2 separate regions of the Mus musculus genome follow, and region 1 is linked to region 2. A link is a contact called in public Hi-C data. All regions are on one chromosome and are shown on one strand. Each heading gives the region's core, a stretch centred on a gene start, on an enhancer-like site or on the middle of the called end of the contact. The rest is flanking DNA. Distances are from core to core; before and after follow the strand shown. Region 1 overlaps Adamtsl1 (ADAMTS-like 1). Region 2 holds the start of Adamtsl1 (ADAMTS-like 1).

What was found. A called contact is a pair of places that touch in the nucleus more often than the background predicts.
Region 1: a contact with region 2 is called in a Hi-C map of uterus, with 2.1 times the contacts expected there. The contact joins the enhancer-like site here to the promoter of Adamtsl1 in region 2. A contact is called at or near these places in 5 of 484 Hi-C or Micro-C datasets (muscle stem cells, nephron progenitors and uterus), 1 of 115 datasets of contacts at active chromatin or transcription factors (fibro-adipogenic progenitors) and 1 of 9 other capture datasets (pancreatic islet).

What each region holds. Positions count from the first base shown.
Region 1 is chr4:86,118,193-86,124,679 of GRCm38.p6, reverse strand. The region is part of intron 3 of Adamtsl1 (ADAMTS-like 1); the gene reads right to left. Among named protein-coding and RNA genes, the nearest start is that of Adamtsl1, 67 kb to the right of the region's middle. Within about 2 kb of position 4,974, at least 9 of the 459 cell types and tissues checked have an H3K27ac peak or open chromatin away from gene starts, as enhancers often do. A contact at or near this core is called in uterus, where this site is marked.
Region 2 is chr4:86,050,771-86,056,937 of GRCm38.p6, reverse strand. Adamtsl1 (ADAMTS-like 1) reads right to left here and starts at 2,963. Exons shown (of 29, transcript NM_001368621.1): 1 at 2,818-2,963. The coding sequence starts at 2,880.

The DNA.
Region 1 (6,487 bases), core at 3,725-6,224, 66 kb before region 2:
AGCAAGCAAGTATCTGCAAGTTAGCAGCCTATGCATGGCAGCTTGTTTGGTTTCATTCCAAAGGGCGCTCTGCCAAGGGATGAACAGCAGTAGTCATTTCTCTCTAAATCACTGTCAAGACCCTGCTTCAAGCTGCTATTTGGTTCACCAGAGGCCAGCACACAGCCTATGGAATCCAGAAACAGGGGGTTGGGAAAGGCGATTCTGAAGAGGACTGACTTACACATTTATATCTTCTTGACAGGCAGAGAGGCTCCCAGGAAAGGGAACAGGGGCAGGGTGAGAGCAGTGGTGAGCATCTGGGGGTGTATTCAGCTAGGGTGCTTGGATTTGCTCTTCCTCCTGTGTTTAATTTGCACATTTAAAGTTCTCAGCAGTTCAAATACTTTTAACCTGGTGGGATTGTAATTACCATAAACTCAAATATCTCTTTTCTTTAAAAAAGTGTATGTTGTTTTTAAAAATGCTTGGCCTTTAAAAGCCTCTTCTATTCCAGTTTTGTTCTTTGCTAAATAAAAGTTAGCCTAGATTATCTCCTGCCTGTTTTATAGGGATAGGGCACAGGATTTGATACTGATGAATCTGGCAGGGCCACATTAAGCTGTTTCTCTTTAAATGCTTCAACTTTTCTCTCACTAAACCTGAGGCACAACCCATTTTTCAGAAGTTGTGAGAACTAAATGAGCCATTAAATCCCAGGACTGACATATGACAGATATGAAAACTCTCGTTTCGGTTCATTTCTTCTGCTGGTATTCTACATCTATGAATTTTTATATGATCAGTTTTATCTGTCACTTCAGGGAAGAGGGGCGTGGCACAGAGAAACTATCACCTTTGCTTCTGGACTCTTTGGTTATGATCAAGTAAGAAGCTACTGCTGTTTTGTGTAAGACTATGGAACTTGCTAGCAGATGGGACTCATATCTGCGTCCCCCAATATGATATATATTTTAAGTCTATATGATGATGGATTCATCCTTGACTTCTACTCATCAGTTGAAAACTTATCTGATAAAGACTTCAGTCTGCAAAAGTCCTTCAGATAACATGGTACTAGTGAGAGGCACCCTTGCTGCAGGTCTATCTGAACATTCACCATAGGGTATTCCAATCTGGCAACAGTGAAGGAAGCAAACCCTGGGGTTGACAGTAGATGCTTGACATGAGCTGTCCATTCATATGAAAGCAACATGGCCTTCAGGAGAAGCTCTTTCATTTCCCTGTTGCTAGCATCATGGGAGTGAGAGGCAGACCCACCTCTATAGTCTAGAAATGCCGGCTCATGTTGCTCCAAACCATCATCAAGCATCATCAACACTCCTTTTACAGTCCCTTAGTAAAAATCAAGTGTGATCAATTTAGAGGAAAAATGCCATCATGCAGAAGCCAGTTGTATCACTAGATCCTCCTTTATATCTTCTTTAACCATTTGGAGTTCTACATACCCCTTGAGTTAAGTGTAGGGACGCAATCATCCTTAGCTAGGGTAATTAGTTGTTCTGGATGACAGTGTGCACTTTTCATGAATGTTGATGCTGATGGGGTTCTCTTGGTTTCTGTTTCACTTGTTCCCACCCTCTCTAAGATTGCCACTTACTTTGTCTTTGCCAAGCAAATGTCAAGAAAAGAACCAAAATTTACTGAGCACTGCTCACACACGCATCTGCACCACGGCACTCTCTGGGAAGGAACATTACAACATTAGCAGAGCTGTTATTCTTGCATTATGATTTAGGAAACTGAGGCTACAAAATGTTAGAGAGATTTTACCCCAAACACAGAATTTGTACCAAGTCTGAGGTCTTTCAACAGAGCAGTGTTTACGCCAGACCTCTCCTGGGAGAGGTCAGGTTTGAGGGAAGGGGTACAAAATTGAGAACACATGAAGGAGAAAGGAAAAGTGGAGAATTAGGAGTCCAATAAAGATATGTCAAAAAAGCATTAAGAAAGAAAGGAAATGTGGGGAGCAGTCCGGAGAAGGCAGAGGGAAGAAGAAAAGCAGAAGGCGCAGCCCATGAACATGGGGGGCATCCAGTTCCCTTGGCTAGCTGCCCAGCCACGAGCACAGCAGAGAGACCTATAGCCACAGGAAGGAATCTGTGAACCATTAAAAATTGTTTATTTCTTTATGCCACAAATGATAAAACAGTCATAAAATGCAACGGTTGTTTTCCCAGAGTAATTGCTGTGAATATTTTCGACCATTATTCTAAATGCTCAGTGTTGAACTAGTATAAAAGCAATGATGTGTTTTGAACCAAAATCAGCCTCCAGTTGTCACACAGCACGCTGTGTACACACTGTTGGAGATTAATTTACTCTCAAGATCTTCAAAGCTTACTTAGTACTGATGCTATCACAGGTTAGACAGGGGCTCTTTCCTCTAAAATACAAAAGCCACTCATCATTGCTCTCTCGTGAAACAGTGTTTGCCCCTTTTATCTGATTCTATCATAAATAATATTAATGTAGCAATAATAGTAATGATCAATGTCATGGGCCCAACCCAGGGAAAGAGAACACTGTTGAAAATATTCTCCCTCAAGAGCATCATTTTCTTTCCAGTGCCTAGTAAGGGAAAGGCACACAGAAAGCCAAAGTCCTTTAGTTTAGCTGCCATCCCATATTGACCCGGGCTTTGTGATAAGCTAGAGTTCATATGGTAGACTGAATGATTCCTTAGATATTATTGTGAGTCTGTGTACCAATTCTAAACCAGTATTTTTCTGGGTAAGAATAGCCAACCATTATAACTAGCAAACACCTAACCTAAGCCTAACCTAAGAAAGAAACTGTATTAAAAGGGAGGAGCTTTGTAAGTCTGCACTTCAGCCAAAGGTGAGGTCTGGTGTTCTTACTCTAGAATACCTGGAACCTGTCACTAGCAAGACAATGAAAAGTTCCCCCATGCTGCCAGAATAAGACTAATCTTCAGAGGCTCAAAATGACCTAATAATTTACCGTTTAAAAATAATGTCTCCTTTGGGGTTGGAGCTATCAGAGAGCTTGTCCAGCACATAGGAATGAGGAGAGACTCTGGGCTGATCTGCAGAATGACATATGGGCATTATGGCACATACCTGCAATCCCAACACCTAGGAGACAGAAAAAGGAGGCTCAAGAATTCAAAGTCTTCCTTGGTTACACAGAAAGTTGAAGGGCATCCTGGGTTATATGAAAGGCTGTTTAAAGCTCAAAAAGTCGACTTAGAGCATTTTGTAAAATGGGAGGATGTTGAAGAATGGTAGGGCTACAGTAGCAAAGTGTCATATGCTAAGTGGACCGAATGTTTGATATTTATGGATTATTCATATATAAGTCCAAGTTTAAGGTGTCTGAAGTCCTGGTTACCTTGGACACCTCTCTTCTTGGCTGGGGATGGCTGCTCCCCCTCCCCTCCCCCCTCCCCTCCTCCTCCTCCCCCTCCCCTCCCTCTCTCTCTCTTTCTTCCTCTTCCTCCTCTCTCCCTTTCTCTCTTCTTTTCCCTGCTCTTTCTGCTTTCTCTCTTCCTCTGTATATCTGTGTCTTTGTACATCCTGATCTCCTTACCAGCTATGCTGTATTGGAATCCAGCCTAATGTCTATGTGGCTTAACTGTTCCTATGAAGATATCATCAGATAGGCTTATATTCTAGCATACTGGGATGCTGGGACTTCATGCAAATGAGAGGATGCAAGGAAAGTCACCCCAGGTGGGAAGAGGGTGCAGAGACATTGTTGAGACCAGTACCACGTTATAGGTATTGCCTCAGTGTTCGTGAAGATGACCCAGGATTTGGGATGTTTTTAATGTTTCAAACACGAATACAAAACTAATTGAGTAACTTAAAATACTTCTATCAAATCTCTTTATCTTTAATATTTTATTAAAATTATACTACCAATAGAAAATGTACATTTTTCTTTCTAAACATGTAGAAACACTATAAAGAATGAGAACTGTGACTCCACTTATTTAGTCCCTTCCTGTCTGACATTAAGTAATCTCTGCAATTCATTTGATGCATATCCTTCAAGACCTGTAGCTATATCACACACCCATGCTCAGATCCTCAGTCTACCTTAGGAAACCTTAAAGCAAGAACACTGTATTATATATATATATATAATATACATAAAATAAATACCTACAAATATATATATATTGTAGACTAAGTTTTTCAAACTTAGGAGAACTTAGAAGAACTTTATAGCTTTATGTATATATTCTTATTATTTTAAATGATTTCTAGCATTCCGGCATTGGCGCATCAGTTTTCCTGGCGGATTCTCTTCTATGTGTTTTTACTTTTAAACTACCACAAACATTGTATTCATGTGCTTCTTTGTATATTTATGAACCAGGTATTTTGACAGGTGGTAAATGGAGATTAGAGAAGGTTAATACATTTGTTTCAAGCATATAGATAGTCGTGGCAATGCTCCAATTCAGAAAAGACCCACTCTTTGAGAGAATCAATATGTCTGTCAGACTTCAGTGTCCCTGGAATACAACAGTGAAGAAGAGATCGTTATGTCCCTGCCCCCTACTTCTCTGATCCATATACCTAAGCTCTCTCAGATACTCTCCAAGTACAGCATGCATCTAGAATCTAGAGGGAAGGAGACACTGATCTTCAAAACTAGTGGCTGCCATCCTTCCTAATGCTGTGACCTTTAGTATAGTTCCCTGTGCTATTGTAACCCCCAACCATAAAATTATTTTGTTGCTACTTCATAACTATAATTTTTTGCTATGAATCTTAATGTAAAATCTGATAGGTGACCCCAAAGGGGTTATGACCCATAGGCTGAGAACTGCTCCGTAAACCTACCAGAAGAAGATATGTCCAGGCCAACCTATACTGATCTCAGAGGTGATATCAGCACAACAGAATTTTCCAATTTTCAAACTGCCTGAGACAAGGCATGAAGAAAGGATGCGTCTTGTGAGAAGCACATTTCTTTGGTCCATGCTGGAGGGAGTGAGTCAGCCACAGGGAGAAGCAGCCAGGATGCTGAGGGTAACCTTGGAAGACCCTCTGGTAGGTGGGGATCTTGAACATTTATTAGGAAGAAACCAACATTCTTTCCCTCAGAATTTCCTTCCCACTTAAGAGACTTTGTACTTGAGGTTAAGAAATCCCTCCATGCCTTCTATATATTTTGCCTGAGAGGGGCTGGCTTGCAGCCTGGGGGGAAGAAGAAACACAGAGTGGGTGGTTAGAGCAGCTAGTTTCTAGTCAGCCTCCTCTTCCCAACAGAGCCCATCACTCTGAGTGAGCGGCTAGGAATGCCCCTATAAATAACATGCTGGCTGAGTCCAGATTCTAGCTCAGATAAATATCTCACCTCTTTCCCCACAATAGGCCCTGTGCTGCACCTCATAAAACCACACACGAGGGTCTGAAGCAATCTAGGCCCCTTCATGCCTTGCCCTTCACACATACTAACTAGTCTCCAATGTCACCTCAGAGAGAACTTCCTGACCACCCATGCACAGCAAGCTCCCCAGTCCCTCTCCACCACACCACCCTGCTTTGCTTTTTTTTTTTTCCACAGCCTCTATTATGTAAAACTGTCTTCTTTCTTTGCTTAGATGTTTACTCTCTGTTTTCACCAGCTAACTTTGAACTTTTTGAGAGTCTGGACTACATCTTTCTTTGTCATTAGCATCTCTAGCACCTAGGTAGCATGCTCTCAGCATGGTAGGTCTCAGTTGGATTTGTTAAGTGAATTCCATCCTCATTTCTCAAAATCATTCTCTTATTGTAGCTTGAAACCTATTCCCTCTCATCTTTCAAGGATCCACTCAAGTGACATTTTACTGGAGATGCCATTCATTCATCATGTATGCAGATTTTGTTCACAGCACTACTGATGCCCTAGTAATTTTTTTTAGGATACCCATAGGGCAAAAGAAAGACACACCAGTTTCACTTAGAAGTAGCTATGTCCAAGCAACCCGTTAAGAATTGGTGTCCTAGTCACTTGGTATCAGTTTGAAAGAGCAATACATACAACTCCAAAAAAAAAAAAAAAAAAAGGATTTTGTTTCACTCCTATTTTCTTACCAATGGATGCAATTGTGTGTTGGGGACTTTACAGCCTCTCTAAGCGTGAGTCACATCAGGCAGTATGCTGGATAGTTTAAGGTCAATGTGACACAGGCTAGAATCATCTGAGAGGAGGGCACCCAACTGAGAGGTCCATAAGGTTGGGCTGTAGTCACACCATAGAACATCTTCCTAATTAGTGTTTGATGTGTAGCCCCAGCCTATTGTGAGCAGGACTATTCCTGGGATTGTGGTCCTGGTTCTATAAGAGAACAGGCTGAGCAAGCAGTGGTAAGCGAGCTAGTAAGCAGCACCCCTTCATGGTTCTCTGCATCAGATCGTGTCTCCGGGTTCCTGCCCTGTTTGAGTCCTGTTCTGAGTTCCTTTGATGATGAACAGTGATATTGGAAGTCTGAAACTAATACTCCCTCTCCTCTCCAAGTTGCTTT
Region 2 (6,167 bases), core at 1,714-4,213:
GGGGAAGGACCTTACAACCACTTAAAAGAAACACAAAGCAAACGCAGGCTTGATTAAATGCATCTCTGACAGGAAAGAGATTCAAGGGTCGATGGACATAGGCATCAATGGCTGGTCATGGGCTTTGGCACATTTCTTTTGATCTAAACAATTGAGACAAAAGATACAAGGGTGGGAAGACTGGAGACATTGAGTCATGTGTCTTAATATGACCTGAATAGCAAGATGAGATCTCTGGATCTGTCCATTGAGCACAAATGTCTTTGGTGGCATGGTTACTGTACAATAAAGAATGGACAGTAAGCTCAATTGACACAAATATCGCAGAAGCCTCGTTCTCCCAGGAAGATTGTTCTAGGAGGAAAGAGCTGTTGACAACAATTAAGGCTCCAAACATTCCTTATTTGTATAATTGAAGAACCAACTTCAGAAACAGATTATTTAGCTGTCAATGAGATGAAGGCTATTTTGATCAGGCAACAACTGAGCTTGCTACCATACAGGATACGCGCCCTTAATTCTAATACTAGACAAGACTCTTGTAGTAGGTGAAAGAACGGTAGAAATAACAAATCCTCAAATTCAGTTTCTGGATCAAGACTGAAAGTTGAGCTGATGATGTCACACTTCTGGTTCTAAGTCAACTACAGGTCAGGCTAAAGTTCGCTTTTTCTTAAACCAGCAATTCATTTTGGCTGCAAAGCTAAACAAGCATTTAATGACAAAGCACAATGAGTGCCTGTCATACTACACACATCTTTAAAGGCCTTAATGATCTATAAAACTTATACATCTCCAATTAAGAATATGTCCTTAATTCTTGAGCACTTGCTATCCACAGTATAAAGTACACATAAACAAAGCACATATTTCTCATTTGTAAATGGGCTTAAAATGATCTGATTCACACGGCTATTGTGAGGAGCCACTAGAATGCTTTACAAGCAACTAATCTAGTGTTTGACACTTCCAGACACACTCCGTATGACAGCCATTATAGTTCTTTTCTTTCTAGCATAGCCTTCAAACTTGTAATCACTTAAACATATGCATAAAACAAACCTGGGTGTGAGATTTCATTCTAATTCCATCATATAAGCATTGTAATTCAGACATATATTAAATCCTTTTGAAATTGACACTTTTTTCAAGGTGAGTCTACTTAATTGCTCAGTTACCTATATGAATATTCAAGATATGAAAAGGGAGTGTAATGCATTTACCAAATGAATAGAAATCAATTGGCTGCTGAATGAGAGTGTTGTTTAATCATATTTCCACATGAGAGAAACATGGCTAGTAATGTGAACTAGTAATTTGCTTTATGATGCCATTTAATGGAGAATAACATACACTTTAAAAACAATCACAAAGAAGGAAAGATGAGACGAATTAATGATCTATGCAAGTCACAGATCCCATATGGAAAAAATGAGACAGCTCTCTCGAACTGCTTGCTCCACAGCCGTAAAGGGCACCTCACACACCGTTCATTTCAGTCCTGTGTGAAACCAACATCTACTCTACTCTTCCTAACCCTTTACTTGCTGTTTAAATGTTCATGCAAGCTGAAACTATTTCTAATTGCAAAGTAGTGGTCCCCATTTAAAGTGACAGTGATGCAGCTGATTACAATATGACATTGTAAGAAATAGCTCCTTGGTGTCTGGTCACTATACCCCACTGATCCTCCCGGAGTTTTCCAATTTGTAACAAATGGTTCCCTTCTCTTCATCAAAATTCCAATGTCCATCCAATTTGTCAGAATCAAAGCAGAACAAACTAACCTTTCCCCATCAACAAAACAATGTGTCTTATACAACGGTTACACTTTTACCTTCGTCTTCTCTTTCTCTTCCTTCTGAAGTAGTTCTGGTGTGTCATAATTGTGACAGGAAGAGCTAGAGTCACGTTTCTTTGCAATCAGAGTGTGCACATTTTGGAATCAAACTTTCAGATGAGGTTTACTAAACTGCTTGCCCAGAACACTCTGGTTTAAAAGAAATGTGCATTGCTATTAATATTTTGAGTGTAGATTTTTTGGACAGTATATGTTCATTTTCTGCCCATAAAACCAAGTATGAGTCACAATGGAACATTTACTTCGAGTCAAAAATGCAATGTGTGCTGATGTTCAAGAGAAGAGCCTTATCGCTGGGGCTGGAAATCAGCAGGACAAGGAGTCCAGGGATCTCTATTTGCCTTCAGAAGTAGATCTGAGATCAAAGACTTTAATCTTCAATTCATAAACATTAGCATTAACTTGAATCCATAAATGTGTATAGTAATTATGGGTTATACTCTGGTTTGATTGTAAACAGGGCTCTCGTTCCTTCCTTTTTCACCTGGTTCAAGAGTCTTTATGTATGGAGGAAAATAATTCACACAGGCACTGGGGAAACAAGAACCAAGCAAGCTCCTCACCGCCTAGCCTTCAGAAACCCCAAAATCACCATAGTGAGTTTGATCTCAGGACATCTGTCCTCAGGATCCCATGCTAACACAGTTATTTATATAGTTTTCAGCACATAATATCTGCAGAAGAATACCCTGAATTTCAAGTCTCAATATCAGTATCATTCACTAACTCTAAAAAGTCTTTTATATTTGATTTTGCTGGGAAAGTTGGGGTTAAAGTTCTCAAAGAGTTGAGGTGTACTTTGTAAGCCATGAAAATTCTTTTACCTGGAGTTGGAAGATCATACACAGACAGACAGAAGTACACACACACACACACACACACACACACACACACACCCTCCAGCAGCACCCAGACCAAGTGGCAATAGTAACGTATTGAAATGAAAAGGCATTTACCAGGAGTAGGAAAGCCAGAACGAGCAGCGGTGTGCCAGGAGCTGCCCGACGGCAGCATTCCATACTTGGATCTTTGCCGGAATCCGAATCGGACACTGAATAAGCTGCTAAGTGCTCCTCTGCCCGCTGCTGTCACATCCAGTGCTGGGGCTCACACTCCAGCCCTGCCTATCAGCTTCCATCAGCCCCGCTCACATTTCCTGAGCGAGGGTGGGTGGGTGGATGGGTGGGGGGTAAGCTGAATGGAATCTCTCTAGAGCAGGCAGCCAGCCAATCAGACTCCTGCTAATCAGACATGCTGAATAACAAAGCGGTTGGGGGGGGGGTGCGCAGAGAAAGTGAACAGTGTGAGCAGAAAAGAGAGAAAGGGACTGAAAGGCAGGGGAGCAAGGAGCTGAGCCCGAGAAGAGGAGAGATAGATGTGCACTGGCAGAAGCGCAAAGCTCAAAGAGGAAGCAGGGCTGCGCTCTGAACAAACCTGGTTAGTGCTCTGTGAGACGCGATTCTGTTTGCCATTTGCCTAGGCTGGTGTCTGTTGCTCTGGAAAGTACAGTAGCTCCCTGTGACGGTGTATTGTTCCATTCAGGAGAGAAACTTAATCCCCGTCAATATAGAACATATGCTATAAAGGGACCAAGCCCTAGTCGGGACTGAATGTGCCCTTTAAGTGTATTCGGTGCTAGCGTTCTCTTCCTCTTCTATAAAGTGCCTTTTTATTTTCCCCTTTGAGTTTGGAAAAGAATACTATAGATGGTTTGGAAAGGTCCTAACTAAACCTAACAACGGCTTTAGTTATTTTCTGTATTGGGGTCTTGGTTTAAAAATAAAGGGCTGGCAAAACCTTTCTTTGTGGATTGACAATTTGAAACATCCAATACTTACAAGTTTAAAGGTACAATAAGACTCATTTAGAGCCCCTAGTTTAAAAGAAGCCCTTGACAAAGACTCCAGGATGAGGATGTTGAAATTTGTTGTGAAACAAGTGCTGGGTTTTGACACCTTGACAGCTTTTAATTATCTGATTTAACCCATGACAGGAAAGAAAGGCTGATTTAACCCTCACTTAACCCCAAACATTCTTCATCGGACACCTGACTCAGGCTTTCTCAGAGCTGCTATGACAAAACAACAAAATTTTGAGTGGGGTACCACCTCTTTCCTCTTCGCAGTGGAAATAGGGCCAGGCAGGTTGACCTCTGAGGTGCAATCCAGCTGTAGGAAGTACTAATGGGCTCCAGAGTGTCCGCATGGCTACGGGAAAAGGCCCGAAGATTGGGAGCCTGTTTCACTCAAATCAAGCAAAGCCTGAACGGGCCAGGAGGGTTTTTATTAATATATTAAACAAGTGTTAAGTATCCAATAAGGTTGTCTTTCCTCCTTATCAGTCCAGGAACACCATTTCGGATAAAGAATAAAGCAGTGAGCAAAGCCCCATTTCCACAGGAGAAGAGTTTCCTTGCAGATCTGTCAGCCCAGAAATACCCAGAGAAGGCAGAGGGCACTTAGAATGCATGTTCTTCCCTCTCATTATTAAAAAAACTACCTCACTGTAATAGGCGTGCGAATCCAGGCAGGTCTGCCATATACACACCTGCCTGAGGCTTTGCAAAGAGGTGGAGAAAAGCAGGTTGTTCAGCTTTGGTTATTCCTTCCATGTGGTGTATCGATCTGAGAGGAGGGTTTTTTTTTTCTTTTTTTCTTAGATATTTTCTTTATTTACATTTCAAATGCTATCCCAAAAGTAGTTCCCTATACCCTCCCCCACCCTGCTCTCCTACCCATCCACTCCCACTTCTTGGCCCTGGCTTTCCCCTTTACTGGGGCATATAAAGTTTGCTAGACCAAGGGGCCTCTCTTCCCAATGATGGCCAACTAGGCTATCTTCTGCTACATACGCAGCTAGCAACATGAGCTTTTAACAATCCCACTTTCAGCCTGTCGTGAAAGTCTAGGGCATATGAGGATTCACCTTGGCCCTCAGTACTTTATGCTTAACTTGGAAAGTGGAGAGTATACATCTCTAAGCCCAAAAGGTTATAATTTTGAAATATTCTTTTCCCTTATAGAATGAGTAGTTTTACAAATCTCTGAAAAAGTATTGACTGCATGAGAGCTAAACAATGCAGCTATGTTGGATAGGTGTCTGAAATCCGCACCGCAGGGAAGAAAGGTTGATGAGCTGAAATCAACCTGAGCTGAAATAAACTGGATCCTAGGTTGTGTGCTCTCTCTCTGTGTCTCTCTCTGTCTCTCTGTCTCTGTCTCTCTCTGTCTCTGTCTCTCTGTCTCTGTCTCTCTGTCTCTGTCTCTCTCTCTCTCTCTCTCACACACACACACACACACACAGAGAGGAACATTCTACTACATGGTTTTCCCAACCTCCTGGGTCATTAGCTGAAGAGTTCTAGCCATTTCTACAAAATGGGACATCTCACTTAGCGCCACTTCCTCTTTCTTCCCATGAACACTCACTCATTAGACAGTGTCAGACTAGAAGGAAGAACAGGGTGGGAGAAGGAATACTGTGAATTATTGAAATCAAGGAATACTGTGACATTGTGGGCAGCAGGATGCTACTTGGCATGATGTTAGCACACAGCAAGATGTTCCCTACAATGAAGCCCTGGAGTAACACAGCAGTTTAGTCAAGGCCTCTATTGTGAGTCAAACCTGTGGTGGATGCCCATCCCAGTGTCTCATGTGTGGTCACTTGGCTAAGAGCATTTTCTTTTCTGTGAGGGGTACCAAAAGAAATGAGCAAAAGCAATTGCTTGCTCTGTGGTTCGTGTAGTATAAGGGAGATGGCATAACTAACATAACTTAAAAAAAAATCAACTTGGGTTTGAGTCATTGGGAAAAGTTTTTAAGATGAGCTAACAGAATTTCTAAAGTCTCTGTGACTTTGTGGAGCTGCTTAAGTGTCCCTGATGCCCAATACGTGTGAAATTGAGACTCAAAGAGACAACCTGATATAGGGCCCACACACTGGAGCCAGCCCCAGAAGCAGGGTCTTCTGACTTCAAATCCATTCATCTCATTCCATTATAAATACATTTGTATCTACTTATTTATACATGCACAAATGCAAAGGGTGGTGTTGGATGGAGGGGGCTGTGCTAGACAGGGATGTTTGTGGGAGAGGAGAAATGGAGGTGACCGCGGTTTCTTGTGCCTATAGCTTACCTGGCAATGGAAAGTATCTTGTTTTAGTCTACAGCTTCTGTCTCCCAACTTTGTCACTTCTAAGAGCTTTTAAGGGCCAAGGGGAAAATAACATAAACCCTAGGTAATGTAGATCATAGTTACGGCAGCTGGGGAAAGACCACTTATGGCACTGAGCAGGGCGTTGG